Regions from separate parts of the Mus musculus genome. Here region 2 is linked to region 1. Evidence: chromatin contacts called from public HiChIP or PLAC-seq data. All regions are on one chromosome and are shown on one strand. Each heading gives the region's core, a stretch centred on a gene start, on an enhancer-like site or on the middle of the called end of the contact. The rest is flanking DNA. Distances are from core to core; before and after follow the strand shown.

The links. HiChIP or PLAC-seq counts read pairs in DNA pulled down with a chosen protein or histone mark.
Region 2: an H3K27ac HiChIP or PLAC-seq map of embryonic stem cells shows a contact between it and region 1, with 2.7 times the contacts expected there. The contact joins two enhancer-like sites. A contact is called at or near these places in 3 of 115 datasets of contacts at active chromatin or transcription factors (all in embryonic stem cells) and 1 of 9 other capture datasets (embryonic stem cells).

Annotation. Positions count from the first base shown.
Region 1 is chr3:102,054,136-102,056,835 of GRCm38.p6, forward strand. No RefSeq gene overlaps it. Among named protein-coding and RNA genes, the nearest start is that of Casq2, 31 kb to the right of the region's middle. Within about 2 kb of position 1,271, at least 17 of the 459 cell types and tissues checked have an H3K27ac peak or open chromatin away from gene starts, as enhancers often do. A contact at or near this core is called in embryonic stem cells, where this site is marked.
Region 2 is chr3:102,604,090-102,606,789 of GRCm38.p6, forward strand. No RefSeq gene overlaps it. Among named protein-coding and RNA genes, the nearest start is that of Gm40112, 89 kb to the right of the region's middle. Within about 2 kb of position 1,397, at least 4 of the 459 cell types and tissues checked have an H3K27ac peak or open chromatin away from gene starts, as enhancers often do. A contact at or near this core is called in embryonic stem cells, where this site is marked.

The DNA of each region.
Region 1 (2,700 bases), core at 21-2,520:
AGAGACAGAGATAGAGAGACAATGACAGAGAGACAGAGATGGAGAGACACAGAAACAGAGAATGTGGAAGCTGATGAGGATGGCCTTTTGTTAGTCCCCTCTGTGACTGTCCCCTCTGCTTTCCCTTCTGCTTGCATGCATAATTGATTGCTGACAATACAATGAACTTGGCCATTTCTGAAAAAACATTCTACCAAGATGGACAAGCTGTGCTTTCCTGAGCTTCCAAAGTTCCCTCATCAGTTCTGAGTCATCTCCCCTTTTCAGAAACCACACATTCCCAGTTTCCTGAGGTGGCTTGCTGTATTAGCTCCTGATGGCCCTTCTCCCAGTGTCGCCAACGTGTTTCCTTACAAAACTTTGCTGAGTGATGCCAGTTCCTAGGAGATGCTGTAAAAATCTTCCTTAAAAAAAAGTATTTCTTCTAGGTGTCAGAGTGCTTTCCTGCACATATATGTCTGTGTACCACATTTGGGCCTGGTGGCTGCAGAGGGAGAAGAGCAGATCCTCAAGAGTGATAGTCACAGATGTTTGTAAACTGCCACATGGGAGCAGCCAGGGCTCTTAACCTTTGAGTCATCTCTCCAGCCTCATGGTGACATTTCTTCACTCTTTAAAGGCTATCTAGGGGCTGGAGAGATGGCTCAGTGGGTAAGAGCACCCGACTGCTCTTCCGAAGGTCCAGAGTTCAAATCCCAGCAACCACATGGTGGCTCACAACCATCCGTAACAAGATCTGACTCCCTCTTCTGGTGTGTCTGAAGACAGCTACAATGTACTCACATATAATAAATAAATAAATCTTTTAAAAAAAAAAAAAAAAAAAAAAAAAAAAAAAAGGCTATCTAAAACTCTTCCCCAAAATGGGTTCTTCCCTTTCTTAAATATGGAGAAACCCAAACATCTTAACTTCGTAACAGTCTACATTCGTGAGTCTCTCCTCATAAGAGTGCAACCATCAGTGTTAACTCTAGACAGAACAGAATCGGTTAGACACTTTCCAAGAAAGAGAAAAAGACAAGCCTGCAGGCATATGACTACGGCACAGCCGTGGGGACAACCAACTTGAAATGTAAGTTTTGTCAGACAAAAAAACCACCAAGTTACTTTTCCATCTTGGTGAGAGGACCTAATGGCTGTTGCTTAAACGGGATAATCTCAAATCATCAAATCGTTTCCTCTCCTATTTTGATGGAGAGCAGTGTGTAGCAGAGCATTAGCCAGCTCTGTGCCATCATCCCACAAGGCTAGCCTTGGATAGGCTAGGAGCCAGGGAACCTCAGTGAGCTGCTTCAGGAAGTCGGTCTGGCCACCCAGGGTTCCAGTGGCTCTTGTGTGGCACTGACTGGAAGAAGCCCTTTCTTGTCCACTGGACACTGCCGTTCTCCTGGACTCCTCTTGGGAAGTAAAGGGAAGTAAATATGCCTTCTCTCCTCCCTGTTGTGGCAGCATGAACCGGCTCTATTTGAATTTTAGGCAAAGTAAGTGAGAACACTTGTCTTTTAGTAATTTCTTTTAATGAAAGTCTTGCACAGCAGCCCACACAGATGGGTAACTCTGTACATTTCACTAGAATCAAAATGCTTCTTTTTTTCATCCTATTTATATTTTCTATTTTCCAATTTAGACTTATAAATGTAGTCATTGGAGGAAAAAAAAAAAGATAACCTAAGCCTTTGGGCCTAATGTAGGTTTTTTTTTTTCTTAATTTGGTTTTTGAAAAAAAAAATAAAAAATGACATTGGTCTGACTTCTTTTGTCTGAATAAAAGCTTAAGCTCAGTGTAAAAGGGTTGCATGTGCTGAAATGTTGCCCAAGGATATATGTTATTATTCCTCCCCCCTTGACCAGCAGGGTCTCCTTCTCTTTCCCTTTCAGCCTTTTGTTTGAACAGATGGGGTTGGGGAAGCTGGGGGAAGAAAGGCATTCTGTTCTCATTAACTCTCCCCATACACAAACACAACCTGGGCTTCAGGGACTCAGGACAGAGACAGCTCCCACTCCATTGCCATTGAGACCCCAAGTAGGAGATACAAAGGAAGCCGCGCTGAGGACAGACATCACCATATCAATGCGACTGACTGCTAACCAGAGAGATGGCGTTTATGGATGGTTTCAGAAATAGACTCAAGCCAAACTAAAACAAACAAGCAAACAAAAACCCACCCGTGTCTCTGCCTAACATAGGACACAGACAATCACTATTTGAAAAAATTACCCAAATCTGAAACATATACTTTATCTCAATGTATTCCTTTCAGACATTCTTTCATTGCATATAATGATATCTTAAGAGTATGATAATAAATTGTGGAGACTGACAAAGTTATTCTATGAACTATTTGGTTATTTTACTTTATATGTGGTAGAGTTAAAAGCTCAAAGATGAAGACCTAGAGTAGTGAGAGCTCTTTAATTTCAATGTAATGTAATAAAAATTATGATTAAGGTTCTCTGTGTGAGTGATTGTGCCTATTGGAGTATTCCTGACCAAGAAAAGAGTTGCAAAAATTAAAAATATGGTCTGAATGCTGAAATCACCCCCTTTACAATCCTTCTGAAAGTCTAAGAATCCATGGTATTTTGAAGAAAAGAGTAAGGTTTCAGAGAATGAAGTGAGATTGTCTGTCCTGGTGAGTTAATTCATGGGTAAGACTCTCTTCCCTCTGGGTTACAGAGCTGTTGGTCCTCTTATTTTCT
Region 2 (2,700 bases), core at 147-2,646, 550 kb after region 1:
TTATACTCTACTATTGGTGCATCTCAACACTTATTAAGATATCTCAAGTGTAAAAATACACAGAACTCATCCTAAGCACATGATTCACAGCTAATAGCCTGAAAGCAGAAGCAAGCTGTGGGGTTAAGATCTTCTCCTCCAACATTTACCACTGACATGAATGCTCAGCTCGCCTCTCTTGGCCTCTCAGTAGCCACTGGAGCCTTCTTGGCAGCCTTGAGGGTTGCCATACCTTTCTGTTATTGTCTCTTGAGCTACAAATTCAACACCTAGCACAGAGAATGACAACAGGAGTTTGGTAACTATTTCTGTGCTTTACAGAATCCAAGAGGACTTCTGAGACTTTTCTCTTCGTTGTTTTACTTAATAAAGTATTTTGGATTCTGTTTTTGAGATAGACTTCTGTAGCATAGCTCAAGTCGGCCACCTCCTGCCCACTCTGCTGAGTCAGGGGGTAGCAGCTACAAGCCACCATGTCCAGACAATCATATGTTTCTGTTTTTAGATTGTATGAATACTTGTCCACGTGTGTGCTCATGTATGCAGGCATGCACATACACATGTACACATACCTGTGGAGACCACAGGATGACATGGTGTTTTCCTCAAACATTCTCTACCTATCCTGTTTTTTTTTCCTAAGGCTATGTAGCCCTGGCTGACCTAGAACTTGCTATGTAGACCAGGCTGGTTTGAACTCACAAAGATCTGCCTACCTCTGCCTCTAGAGTGCCTTTTGAGTGCTCTATTTTTTGACACACGGTCTCTCACTGAACCTGAAGCTCACTAACGAGGTAATGGTAGCTGACCAAGGAGCCCCAGGGATCATCCTGAATCTGCCTCCACTGTGTTGATTTCGGGCATGGCACAGCCTTCCAGCTTTATATTGGTTCTCCTGTTATACAATCAATTAGGATGAACAAACTGAACCTCCTACCATTTAACGCTCTGATTCCAAATCACAGAGCTAAATGGATGGAGCTGAGACTCAACTGAAGTCTCCTGGAATCTGGTTCCACGGCGTGGCTGGGCAGCAGCTCTCTCCAGCCATGTCTCCTTTTGAGAAAGTGGAGCTAGAGTGGACAGGACCTAAAGGACCTCACAAAACAGAGACACACTGAACACTGCGGGTGCTTGCCCATGGCCTCCTTCCAGCACCACCACCCCAGTCCTACTAAACCCGCATCTCTGCGTGTGCATTCCCAGAAACCTGTGAATGTTGTTTCTGGAATGGTCCTTAGGCACACTAATATCTGAGGACCTTTTCCTTAACTCAGCAAGCAGGTTTCTGATGCCAAAATGGCAGATTCGAAGAAAAGTGTTGGGGGTTGGTCTGGTACTGCTTGTATTCATATGCTAAATTCTGCATCCCAAGATCTGGTTGTCCCAAGACCAGACAACTCCCATGCACACCAACCTTTATTATGCAAACGTTACTCCCTAATTTAAAACTATTGGTTAAATAAAAACTGGCAAGAGCCAATTACTGGGAGAATGGAGAGTGGTGGAGTTTGGGTTACCAGGCTGGGGGTTGTAGAACAGGAGGTCTCCATTAGTCATGATGCACCAGCAGCAAGAGCCCAAATAAAATGCCTCCCCAAGACCCCAGACTGCAGGAGCAGAAATAACCCAGGAAGACTCAAACAGCAAGTGTTGGGGGAGCACAGCTGGGGAAGCAGCCAGAGGAGCATAGAGGATTAGATTAGGGTTAATCCCCCAGTAATTGTGCAGAGCCTGATAAATACATCATAGCTTGAATCTCATTCATCTGAAGCTAGACAAGGATAAGTTTAGTTCATATTAATTTACAGAAAAGTTAGAGAGCATCTTCTGTGCCTCCACTTAACTGTGCTCCCTGCCTCCCCTCTGCCCTCACCTCCTCACCCCTCCCCGCCACAGAGACCCGCTCTGTGTCTTCCTCTCCTCCGTCCCCGTGTTCTGGTTTGCTTGATGTTGCTAAATATACTCAAAAAAGGAAAAGAAAGTGTAAAAAAAAAAGATATTAACGAAACACCTTCAAAAGCATGTCTCCTCTGAGGAGCACTTCCCTCCCACCCTTTTTTGCAAGAATAATACATTATCATCCATGTAAAATCAACGACACCTGGATCGTTGGCTGGTTTTATTCTCTTTCTGTTTGAATGTGAGGCATTGTGTACAACCAGTTCCCTCCTGGGACATGCCTGGGATGCAGTTCCATCCCTCAGCTCTTTAATTAAAGTCACAAAAACATCAAGAGGGTCTCACCCTTATAAACACGAAAAAAAACTTTCCAGGAAATGGCTCTGTGTCTTGTGTTAACAGATGTCACGGGGTAGTCGGCATGGAGGGTGTTGTTTTAAAATTCTCAATCTGTCTCGCTGGAGTTTTTCCTTAGATGGTTCCTGGATAGCATCACGCAGTTGCCTTTTTTAACGTTCACATCCCTTTATTTAGCTTTTCTGCCCTGATTCACCTTGAACACTTGTGGATTACAAACAACCCCCAGATCTGTGCCTTAGATCTGTGCCGCCATCATCACTGCCAGTTAATTTCTCTGGGTTGGGCCTTGTTCTCATTTGCCTCTGGATGCTGAGAGGGGGAATAGCTTGCTACTTAAGCAGACGTGGGTGAGTCTTTCTGACCTTAAACATCTGGGTGATAAGTGGGAAAATCTTTTAATCAAATACATAGCATGATAGTGACACACGTCCAGACGCT